2 separate regions of the Capsicum annuum genome follow, and region 1 is linked to region 2. The links are chromatin contacts, called in public Hi-C maps. All regions are on one chromosome and are shown on one strand. Each heading gives the region's core, a stretch centred on a gene start, on an enhancer-like site or on the middle of the called end of the contact. The rest is flanking DNA. Distances are from core to core; before and after follow the strand shown.

Region 1 (6,362 bases), core at 1,041-3,540, 240 kb after region 2:
TTTTTAAATTGATCAGTATTTAAAAATAACTATTTTCAGTCTACATGGCAACTAAAAAGAAACGAAGAACATATCATGAATAATCTTTTTTAGTAACGAATACAATATCTAGTAACAAAAAGAGTACTAAACATTATGAAGGTCGTTAGTAAATTGAAAGTGCTCGAAAACTATGATATTTAGTTGACGCAGAGGCAATAATTCTTTTTTATTTGTATTATCTTTTACACTATATTTTAAAAGTGTTGTACCTAATAATATAACAAACATAAAATAATTTATTTTTCATGCATTTATTATTACTAATGTTATATACACGTGCAATGCACGTATACTAAATTAGTATAACTAAAATCAGTATACAGTAGTAGCTACTAATATTATACGTACAACTATATATTATTCAATGGTTTGACTCTCTATATATAGTTACACTTGACGTATGCTGTCTTTTCATTAATTAATAATAGTAACAAATTAAGATAGCCAAGTTTCAGCCTAGACGTGAACGACAGTTTTCGAGCAATTGTGAAGAATATTTTTTTTATATAATTATAATAGTAAGTATTTTGTTAGGAGTATTCAATTAATTGAACTATACTACTAATAATGTTGAGCAACATAAATAATACGAATTAGTATGTGAAAATTGTGGTCATTAATGTACACTGAATCAGCTGAATAGTGTGCATTTCACCTTGTGAAATTCTGTATTTTGTATGAGGACATCTTTTTTCATCATTATAGAAAAAAGTGATTTAAGATTTACTACATCTAGTTATATAGGTGATGGTAATAATAATGATACACTAGTTACTATTAGGCATCTTCTAATATTTCGTTCTGTAGTATTTCATAGTTTCAAGTCTCGCTTGAAAATACTGATTAAGCTTTTTCTAAGTTTGACAAAGTGAGAAAAACTCTGCCTTCTCTCTAACCTTTTCTTCCATGACTTCCCCTATCTTTACCCATCCACTAACGCCTCCCAACCCACCCGATAGTATGGTTCTTGACCATTCCACCGCAAAGCAGAATCCATCCCATGACCATAAGGAAAACAAATCTTTTGCACACATCCTTACAACCCCTTCGGAAGCAATCAAACTACTCTCTCACATCTCCCAGCCTACTTGAATTCCCCCATACCATCCCTTGATGCGCCCTCCATGGAAGATCAAGCGTCCAATGCCTTACCCACTACCTTATTGCATGTTTTTCAGACGATTATCCTAACTATTGAGGATATGGCCAGAATCTATAAGCCTTGTGTGTATTCCTTAATCATTAAGCTGCCTAGGAAAAAATTAACTCATCATTATTTTAAAAGGAAATTAATTAGCTTATGGATACCGACTGAGGATCTAATACTTATAGACTTGGGACATGACTACTATACTGTTAAGTTCCACAAGGAAGAGAATATTAATACTGTTCTCCATAAAGGTCCCTGATTCATCAATGGTTTCTACTTGTCAATAAGGAAATGGCATTCAAACTTTGTACCATCCGAAGTAGTAGAAACACTTTCAGCCATTTGGATTCGTCTCCTCAAACTACCCACTGAGTACTATGATCACACTATTTTATCAAGAATTGGTAGTAAACTAGGGAAGCTAGTCAAAACCGACATTTTTGCCTCCCCAACCTTGTGTGGACGATATGCTCATATTTGTAATGAGGTAATTGTAGGCGTGCCAGTTAAACCATACATCTTCATGGACCACTTAATGCAAAAAATCCTTTATGAAGAAGCGGACCTCCTATGCAAATTATGTGATTGCCCCTCCTCCCCTTCACGCAAAGAACCTCAAGAACGCATACAAAAGATAGATCAAGCCATGGCAGAGTCAACAAAGAAATCTAGTACAATAGGTGACTGGAAAATAGTTAAATTTAATAGATGACGAAGAACAAGTCACAATACTTAAGGTAATAGTTCAGTGTTGGAATGAAGCTCCAAGCTTAATGAGGTTAACGGTATTAATGTTAAATTATTTCATACAGATACAGATAAGTTCTTAGACACAAAACTATTTAAATATGTTGAAAAATCTAGTTTACAAAGAAATAATCATGACTTAGTTGCCCAGGTTGACAAAGCATCGACTAACAACATTCCTTTGTTCGTCCCTAGTCATGCTTAGAATAACCTCACTACTACCAACTCCTTTTCCACCTTGGCAGCAAACCCTTATCCAATAATGACCCCTAGCTCTATAGCCTATGTGACCCCTATAAATCCTATTACAAATATTCCCAACTTGCCCCTGCACTATACCGCCTCTTGTTTCATCAAATAGATATTTGACCCCACTAAATAGGGAAACAACGGTCCCTCTAAGATATCTTATCCAAGTGGAGATTCTAATCAACAAATATCTTTGCCATGTAATCATACCGATGACGTGGTATCTCCATTCACCATATTTCAAATAAACCAAATAATAACTTTTCCATCTGGCCGAAAGGCAAATAATCCCGATACCACTAATTTTAGGGTGATATCTAATTTACCAGATTTGGTAAGTACCGCTCTCACTCTATATAACTTCAGTTTCGAAGTCTCTGGAACCATTATATCTGTCATAAATGATCCTATCATTCGTAGTACTTCACTTGTTGCTAGACCCATTTCTACTACTATTCTTTCGTCAACTTTACAACATGTCGAGACGTCCACTGAGCTCCTCACAATAAAAATCCCAAAACTCAAAAAATTAATTTTTCTCCATCCCGACCCAATCCATACTCCTGCCGATACAGTTCGTACCATATTGGGACTTCTAGCGGGAATAATGCCGGTTTTAATTACCCTCAAGTTCCACAAAACCCCAACCCGTCGTCCTACATGGAGATGTGCCTCTAAGGCCAGTCAGTTGCCCTCCATGTCTAGACCAACAATGGGGAGATGATGCTGGTCATCCAAGATCCAGTAGTCCTGGCCATCTTAGCCTCCGACGTGATGCGTAGAGCAATAGAAACCTACAACAACCATCTATGGATGTCGACAGAGCTCCAGCCACCTACGAACTATCAACTTTTGAGGATTCCATTATTTCATATTCCCATATGGGAGATGCTAACAGTATCCTTTCTCGTCAACCAAGCACCAATGGTACATCCCTTTTTTCCTCCGGTCATGCCCAACTTCCAGGACATCGACCCCTTTTATCACCACTAGCAGGTACAAAGCATGACTCTAGAAGTGGGTCCCTTCCACTAAGTAATGGGAATGATAGGGTCAATGGAGACTAAGGACACCAACATACCAAACAACATAGCCTCCTCGTCTCAGGTACACCTTCCTTTAAGCTCATTTCCTTTAAGAAAAATTCATACAAATACGTAGGAAATAGAAGAGGCACTCGAGCTAATGCGAGAAATACACACAAAAATAATGGTCTTAAAGAACTTAAAGGTAATGGTTTACAATGATAAATACGAGAAGAAATTCATTCTTATTTGTCCCTCGAATATGTTGAAAATCTTAATAGATATCAGACGTCCCTTCAATCCACAAATAGGGAATATGTGTTGATAATGAATCGCACTATGAGGAGTTCGAAGCCAGAACACTTGATAGATCCACCCCTGGAGACTCCCATGATAAACCATCCACACCTAAACAAATCCATAAGCTTAATAATATGAAACTATAGAGGAGGGAATGACCCTGAATTTAGAAGGAATTTTAGGTCTCTATTGGATTGACATAAGCCATATTTAGTAGCCTTGAGACTAAAATGCAAGATCATCAAGTCCTTATTGATGATTTCCCCTTTACAAAGATGATTGATGTGCCGATAGTAGGTTCTTCTAGAGGGCTATCTATCCTGTGGGATGATATTCTTCTTTTGATTAAATCTCAACCACTAATCAGGAAAATCATGCCATGATCAAGGTAATCTCTATGGATTCTACATGGCTTTTTAGTTGTATTTATGCCAATAATTATAGGACTAAGAGAAAGATTCTTGGGAGAACCTAAAAAATATAAAGGACTAAGAGGAAGATTCTTTGGAGAACCTAACAAATATTAAGGATCACTATAAAGGTAAGTGGATAATTGGGGGTGAATTTAATGATTTACTTAACAACATGAACAAAAAAGGTGGTAAACCGACAAGTTATTCGCATGCTAATGATTTTTGGGATGTTGTTAATTACTATAAGCTTATAGATTTAGGCTTTCATAGTAGTAAATATACGTGACTTAATAGAAGATTTCACAAAAAAGGGGCCCTTATCTTTGAAGGATTAAACCGCTTCTTTGCAAACAATGATTGACTCCTCTATTACCCTAAATCCCATGTCCTTCATTTTCCTAGGTCCTACTTGGATCATTGTCCTGTACTCCTAAAACTATCTAAAGTGGGTCCCACTAATATAGTTAACATGTTTTGTTTTGAGAAAACGTGGACCTCTCACTCAGTCTTTACAAATTTGGTCAAACAAATCAGGGACAATAACCCCTTGCTAATGGAGTTCATTGATAAGATCATCAAAGAGGTAGCCAATTGGAATCGGATAACCTTCAAAAATATTTTTTCAAAAAGAAACAAATTTTGTGGAGTCTCCAAGGCCTTCAAAGTTCCCCCAATTGCCCCTATAGCTCTTTTCTTATTAATCTTGACCAGGATCTTATGAAGGAATTTAACTACATTCTTAAAATGGAGAAAGATTTTTGAAAATTCAAATCCAAAATTACTTGGTTAAATCAAAAGGGATGCTAATACAAAATTTTATCATACCTCGGCTCTTATACGCTAGAGAACTAATAGAATCCTTTCACTCCAAGATGATGATCTTAATACAATTACGGACCCCGTTGCTATCAAGCTGCAAGTCTCAGATTTCTTCAATAAGCGTTTTAGCACTAGTCATCATAAATCTTTCAATATCCCAATAAAGGCTGCAGCAACTTGCCTCAGCAACGAGGACAAGACTAACCTGGCTAGGGCGCCTTTGAAAACAGAAATAAAGGACACCGTCTTTTCTTTCCATTCCTATAAAGCCCTTGGTCTGGGTGGCCTTCTTCCCTTCTTTTATCAAAATTACTAGCACCTTGTAGGGACATCAGTTATTCACCTTAGTACTGAGGCTTTTAGGAACAAGCGTATCCCCGAAGAGATCAACTAGACACACATATGTCTCATCCCCAAATGTAACAATGCTTCTACCATTAAAAATTACCACCCTATTAGTCTTTTCAATACTTCCTATTATATCAACACTAAGCTCATCGCTCGTATATTACTTCCTCTAATGGATAAAATCATTGGTCCATGCCAATCCAGCTTCCTACAAAACATAAAGGTTGCGGATAATGGATTATTATTCAAGAAATTATTCATTTCTTTAGAAAAAATTAAAGGTAAAACTGGCCACTTTCTAATGAAAATTGACTTAGAAAAAGCCTTTGACAAGCTTGAATGGTCCTTTATCCGTAATATCCTTATTTTCTTTCAACCTTATCATGTCTTGCATATGTTCTACTACCACTGCCATACTCTTAATGGTTCTAGAACTAATTTTTTAAGTCTTCTAGGGGTATTCGCCAGGGTGACCCCATATCTTTGTACATTTTCATTTTGTGTATGGAAGTGTCTCTCGTAATATCGATGATGTTGTCTCGTCCATCGAATGGGATCTAGTTCACAAATCTAAAAAGGGCCCAACTCTTGCCCTCCTTTTCATTGCAGATGACCTGATAGTAATTTCAACCACTAAGCCCAATAGTAGACACATAATCAAGTCCACCTTGGAAAAATTTTGCTCTTGGTCGGGTTAGAGTGCAATAAATCTAAAATCCTATTTTCCTCTAACTGCCATAAGCAAATCAGAGATAGTTTTTGTCAATTTTTCAGAATCAAAAGTGGCACCTCCTTTAGGAAATATCTAGGATTCCCTATATTTCATAGCTGCCCAACTAGATCTGACTTTTAGTTTATCATCAATAACCTTAAAAGAAGATTGATAGGGTGGAAGTCTAAATTCTTAAACATGGCGGGACGTACAATTTTAGACAAATCATGTCTCAACAGTATCCCCACTCACGTCATGCACTACATTAAACTATCTATCACCATTACTAAACAAATCGACAGAGATCAAAGAAATTTTATCTGGGGTACCGCAGAATCTCATAAGAAAATCCACTTACTAAAGTGGGACACTATTACCCTTCCCAAAGACAAAGGGGGCTGGGAGTGCAAAAATTTGTTGACAAAAATACTGTAATGCCAACCAAACTAGCCTGGAGGGTCCACACCAACCCCAAGAAGCTCTGATCTTCTCTTCTTATTAACAAATATGTTAGGGGACTATCACTTAAATACCATGACAATCACCTTAAAATAACT
Region 2 (6,649 bases), core at 3,382-5,881:
AGCTAGTGGATGATAGGAAAGAGGCAAAATCATTTGAAAAACTAGGAATGTGTGGTGAATGTTCCTTTTGATGTTCATCATGTTGCAACATGGAATACGCCTTACTGATAGAGGGCAAAGGAGAAATCATCAAGATGTTGGTTTTGCAAGATGAGTAACATTCATTTAAACTACCTAGGAACTGAAATAGTTGTTGCTCTTCCAGCAATTTTGATAGAGCACCATATGTGCAGTTGGGCCCTACATAAGATGTATGAAGTTCATCCCATAAACTCCGTAACTTTGTGAAATAAGTTGCTATATCTGAGGAACCCTGAGTAGTAGAACTAATTTCTTGTTGGATTTGAATGTATTTGGAACCATTTGATTGTCCAAAATGCTAATTGAGATCCTACCAAATTTCTTTAGCAGTAGTGTATCCTATTAAACTAAGTGCAATATTCCTAGATAATGAGTTTGTTATCCAGGCTATTAGCATGTCATTGCACCGTTCCCATCCTAAATAATATGGGGAATTTTCTGGTGGTTGGGGATTCCTCCTAGTGATTATGCCGAGCTTGTTTTTGGCTGAGAGAGCCACAAGCATGTTCCTCCTCCAAGCACCGAAGCCGTTTCCGTCAAAGGGAGGAGAAACTAGAGGAGTCTTAGGATTATTGGATGGGTGAATATAAAATGGGTGAGAAGGGTCGATGGAGAAAGGTGTGAACCCATCAGAGGAAGAAGTAGTAGTATTATTCGCCATAACAACCAGTTGAACACAACTAAAGCAGCTAAATCACCAGCAGAAAGATTCGAATAACCAATACACAACTATACCAGCTAAATCACCAGCAGACGAATTCGAATAAACCAATACACAACTGAACCAACTAAACCACCGGCAGATATGTTCCAATGAACAAATACATAGCTAAACCAACAACATAATCGCTAAAACAGTCGAATAAACCAATACACAACTGAACCAGCTAAACCACCAGCAGATATGTTCCAATAAACCAATACACTGCTAAACCAACAACATAATCGCTAAAACAGTAGACATAATCGACTAATGCAGTCAAACCAGCAACATTCAGGTCTCGATAAGCCAATACGAGGTCAATACCAGAAAAGGAGAAATGTTACCGATCTTCTTCGATAGCTTGAAGAAGTAAAAGCCTTGTTCAACAAAAATCACTTGATTCTCACCAATAAGACCAAAATGATGAGATAAAGAGCAAAAAAACCGCCGAAATAGCGCAAAAAGCCCGTCGGAATAGCAATTGTCGCCGCAGCAGTCGGTAAATGGCAAAATGGCTTGAATCGACATGAATTTGTGTGGTTGGTGCTCTAATCTACTATAGAGAGAAGAAGAGAAGAGAGAGAAAGTAAAGTGAAAAATATTATTTCCGTATGTTTTTTTTTTACAAACCATGTATTTACAAAGTACTATAAAAAAACAAATGGCTGCTTCTATTATTCAAGGTGACCCAGCACTAAGTGGCCAGTATCAATGTTAACATTTACTTTGTCATCAGCAGTTAAACCGACATGAAAAACTCGAAAAGCTCTTCTACCATATCTTATCTCTTCCTCCTCCTCGAGCTCCTTCTCGCGTTCACATGGAATGTGCATCAACGGAAGCCTCGTCCTGTCAGAATCATCATTGACAGGCGATAGATAAACGCCATATCGCATAACTACAAATAATGATCCTAGTGATTCTAGTATGTATACGTTAGCTAAATGGTTTCGAGGACCAACTGGTAGATTCAACACGACATGACTTGGTTTAAAGGGTTCAGGATCAGCAACATCACAGACTAGGACCTCACCATGAATTTTGACTGCATAAAAGAAGCCACTAAGATATTACCATATCAACAAACCAACGATAAGGAAATGGAACCCAACGAATTCGAGTCCATCTTGAATCCCCAAGTCGCCAAAAACTGAGCATTCTCGTATCTCCCTCAATGACCATGAGAACAAAGTTCGATGTGTGAGAGGCACTAGCAGACAAAACCGCCTTACGAATAAACACACTTGGACATTCAGTTTTTACATTGTTCATAATATTCTGTAGTATTTTGAAGAGGTAATTCAATCTGAACGCCAGAGAAAGGATGTAGTAAACTAATTTCACCCTCTTCTTCACCTACTGTGATAAGCCATCCCATAGACTCCATACATCGCTTCCCAACGGCCTTAGGAATCCTCTTATTCAAAATCATGCCAGTATAGAGGCTATAGAATTTTCGACAGCTTTTATCCTTTTCCTCTTCAGGTAACATCAGCCATGGAATTCTAGGCAGGTCACTAGTGAAATTGCTTTTGGTGGGTACAGAGTGCCAGGATTTGCAAACAATGCCGAAATTTAGATAGTCTTCCATCAAATTCAGACGCTTACGGATGAGAGTTCGGACCAATCACGCATCTCTTGTGCCATGGCAGACAGAAGGAAATCTATCAATGATACCAACCACCTTTGTTTTATAAGGTCGGGAATAAAATCCTCACCAACAAAGTTTATGTAACTGGTCTACTAATATTCTCCGTTTAGTTGTGCAGATATTAGGAAATGAAGGTACATTTGGAATTCTAGGAAACCTGCGCCTGCCCTTCTAAGTTTTAAGGTTTATTGCAGGTTTGATTCCTTTTTTTTTCTTTTTAAAGTAAACCATAAAATAATACTACTACAATTTAGGATGTAATTTGTTTTTATATTGGGATTAAAATTCCTTTTTAATTTGTAAAAAAATATATATTAGATTTCCTAATTTATAAACTGGCAGCTCGGTGCACTACTGTATACTAGTCCCACCTTATATTTCTGCAAGTGACTAGGAGAGTGTTAGTTTTAACAATTCAACAAAGGATAAACTCATTCAAATTAATCACAAGCAATACAAATTTGAGTAAAAATCACAATAACGACAGCAACTAATACGTTAGAAAAATTCAATAGCGAGTAACAAACTGCATGAATTCGGGATCATACTCCAATCCTTGCATTGTTTTGGGTGACAAAATCACCTCCAAATCCACGCTTCCTCCTCCTTCTCGACCAGGAAATGCTGATATCTTACCGTCAAATTTATTAGCCCGTCCACTTCGGACAGCAACGGGCCTGCCCCAGCCAAAATCGTTATCGTACATTGGAAACCTTGGAGAGCTACCCATTGTGAGCATAGCTCCGTCAAAATTTCCCAATGGAAAACACCGCGGATCCTTCTCCCAATCCTCTACGAACTTCCTCACCTTAGCATCATCGTGAGCCTTCACATTTTTGTTCAATTGCTCAGCACACCAATGCAGATCGTGAGATAAAACGTCCCCTGCTGATGCGTAAGTTGGAATGCTTTGAATTGCGTTGCCAAAGTATAGCGGATTTAGCTTCGGCTGGAGACGGTGACGGCAATTTACAGCCATTCGGAATGTCGTCATTTTTGAAGCTGGGAATTTCCTTGCACGTGTCACTGCACGCCAGAGCAATGCGCAAAGTGATTGAAATGATGAAATCTCAGCCATTGGATTTATCGTTTCCGTTTCTGTCTTGATTTTCAGGGGATCGTTGCTCTGTTTTGCCATTAATTCAACAACATTAATTTCTCCATCGAAATTCAGTTTCTGATTGTTAGTCTTCGCTTTGAGTGTTTGAATTGATTCCCTGCTAAAACTAAAAATCCTCTCCCTCAATGGAGCATCGCCGGAAAACGTGACTTTGGGTCCATCAGCAGGGAGTTTTAGCACAACATTTGAAATCAAAACTGAATTTGGGGTAAAATCGGGCTGTCTTATAATCCTTTTGACACCCCTGCTCACCTGAGCAAATGTATTGAAAAAGTTCCATAATGATGTCCCATCAGTGACAGAATGATTGACAGCGCATCCGATGAAAACACCATCAGCTAGTTCCGTCACTTGAACGGATAAAAGAGGGATAAAATGCCCTTGATAGCTAACCGTGCGGTCCATAGGGAAAAATTCCTTGACATGATCAGGAACATCAGTGGAGCCAATGACATCGCGAATGAAAATGTGAGTGGCTGAAGCTTGAACAAAATCAACGCCAGTATCATTGCAAGAAATGTAGACGTAGCCATCCGAGTCAGTCACAAATCGACCTGCTAGTGGAGGGAAGTGAGTGAGTGTCTGAGAAAGACTGAGCTTGAGAAGGGAAATGAGGTGAGGGATAGGAAAAGGAGGACGAGTAAACAGACAACCTTTCTGGATGTAGTGAACAGAGAGCATAGGAAGATCGGAAACAGAGAGTTTCAGATCAGAAAGAGATGATTTTTGGGAGGGGAAAATAGTGCATTTGGATACCAAACTTACAGCTGAAGCAGAAGGCATTGTTAGTAATTTGGGTTGGGATTTTTACTACTGAGCTGTAGTGTTATTTAGTTGAGGATGAAGTGAGAGTAGAAAGAGGGGGAAGTCATATATAGGAGATTTATGGAATTAAATTCATGTATTTGGGGGAAGTGGCAGTTGTCTTTTTCTCTTTGTTGGCAAGTTTGAAACACAGGGGTAGTTGACTCAGCATCTCTTTGTACAAAAAGAATTTTTTTTTTTTTTTTTTTTTGGGACTGATTAAAAGTAATACTTCCTCCGTGTTAAAAAGAATGATTTACTATTTTTTCCATCTTTAACTGAGGGAGCATGATGTAAGTGGCTGCACGTGTCCAACTAACTATGATTACATTATAAACGTAAGCGGATTAAATTGAAGGGAGTTGGTCAAAAAAACGTATGTTTATTGATACGTGATCAAGATGTCATCGATTCATAAAAAAAAAAATTCTTTATAAGAAATTTTGTACTCTATATTATTTTTTCAAATTTTGTGCATAGCAAAATTTCAGTACATTAAATTTTTATTTTGATTTATTTTTTTTATAATATAAACTATAATAAATATGTTCACATTCAAATATCTATAAATACCTGGTGAATTCATGAACTTTGGTTCATGCATTTTTGGAGGTGGATGTTGCGTTCTTTTCTTTTTGTTTTGATTTCAATTTGGGGACTATTACTCCAAAAATATGTCTGGTTGGGAGGTGTCCAACTAACTACCAACGGTATCAAAGAAGTATATCATTAAAAAAATATTTTACATTCAAATGCATATAGATATTTTGTACTTGTTTTTTTGATTTTTTAAAGAATGACATCTTTTTTTTTTAATTCAAGTCATTTCTTACTCTTTATCTTGATATGTTTGTCAGATATCGTCAAAAGCTATTTTAAGAAAATAAAATTGTTTGATAATATTTTAATTCTACTTTTTACGTGATATATTTAAAATTATAAAATTAAATAATATTTTGATATATTTGACATAACCTTAATTTGAGACCACAAAATTTAAAAATCTTATTCATTTTTTAAACTCCGTACTAAGTTAAAATAAATATATATATTTTTTTTAAATGAAGGGAGTTTATTTTTAATTATTAATAAAATTATGAGTTCTTGTAAGTTTATAATTTGTGCTCTAGGTGCATCATAAAAAATATTCCCTTCGTCTCAATTTATGTGGCATAATTTTTTTTTTTCATTTGTCTCAAAGATAATTTCATATTTTCTTATTTAACAACAATTTAATGTCAGCATCCGCATTTTATTTTTACTAGATTCCATTTAATAAGAAAAGATAGTTAAAAAGCAAACATTAAAGTGTCTTTAAGAAAGACAATTCTATGAACTTTACAAAATTATTATTTATTTCTTAAACTTAATGTTCAATCAAAAGGAGACACATAAAATGAAACGGAGGAAGTAATAAATAAGACTTGTAAATTATGTTACTCAAAGAATTCAAAATTGATTAAAAATACAAGATATTTATCATTTCATTAGGATCTTTGATGATTTGGTGATATTAATGACGACTGAATATACAATAATTCATAGCGCCGTCTTTTAACATTCTGTAAGTGATCTGTCACCCTTCTTAAGCTTACAAAATACTTCTGCTAATTAATTAATTAATCCCACTACTAATTTAAATACTTTAGTTAATTGACCTTAACTTATGTTTTAAATGATCCCACTTATGAGTTCAGTATATTAATGTCCAAAATGATCCTCATAACCGTCTTTCTTGATTGGTCGGCGTATTAATATCCAATTAGGAATATTTGGATATATACATATAAACTAAAAATAGTATACAGTAGTATCTACTAATATTATACGTATAACTATATATAATTAAATGGTTTGACTATATATGCAGTTACACTTGATATATGCTGTCTTTTCATTAATAAATAATTAATAGTAACAATAAGATTGCAAAGTTTCAGCTTCCAAGTGAACGACAGTTTTTGAGTAATTGTGAAGAATATTTTTTTCAATTATAATAGTAATTTTTTTGTTAGGAGTACCATTCAATTAATGGAACTATACTACTAATGTTGAGCAACATACATAATACAGATTAGTATGTGAGAAATGTACACACTTTAATGTACACTGAATCAGCTGAAGCGTCGGCATTTCCACCTAGTGAAATTCCATATTATGTATGAGGACATCTTTGTTCATCCTACGCGAGAAATAAAAAAGAATTCTTGTAGAAACAAGAGATTTAAGATTTACTATATGGAGTTATATGTCAGCCCGATACATTAAAGCTTCTGTTATACGCAGGCAG

The links. Hi-C and Micro-C count contacts between places; a contact is called where the count stands out from the background.
Region 1: a contact with region 2 is called in a Hi-C map of leaf, with 1.7 times the contacts expected there. The contact joins the enhancer-like site here to the promoter of LOC107872614 in region 2. A contact is called at or near these places in 2 of 5 Hi-C or Micro-C datasets (leaf and placenta).

Annotation. Positions count from the first base shown.
Region 1 is chr5:202,088,996-202,095,357 of UCD10Xv1.1, forward strand. No RefSeq gene overlaps it. Among protein-coding and RNA genes, the nearest start is that of LOC124899089, 36 kb to the right of the region's middle. Within about 2 kb of position 2,291, at least 4 of the 5 cell types and tissues checked have an H3K27ac peak or open chromatin away from gene starts, as enhancers often do. A contact at or near this core is called in leaf, where this site is marked.
Region 2 is chr5:201,850,921-201,857,569 of UCD10Xv1.1, forward strand. LOC107872614 reads right to left here and starts at 4,632. Exons shown (of 1, transcript XM_016719254.2): 1 at 2,841-4,632. The coding sequence starts at 4,338. The coding sequence ends at 2,944. LOC107872037 (F-box/kelch-repeat protein At3g18720-like) reads right to left here and starts at 2,411. Exons shown (of 3, transcript XM_016718862.2): 1 at 2,053-2,411; 2 at 1,856-2,051; 3 at 1,367-1,854. The coding sequence starts at 2,411. The coding sequence ends at 1,459.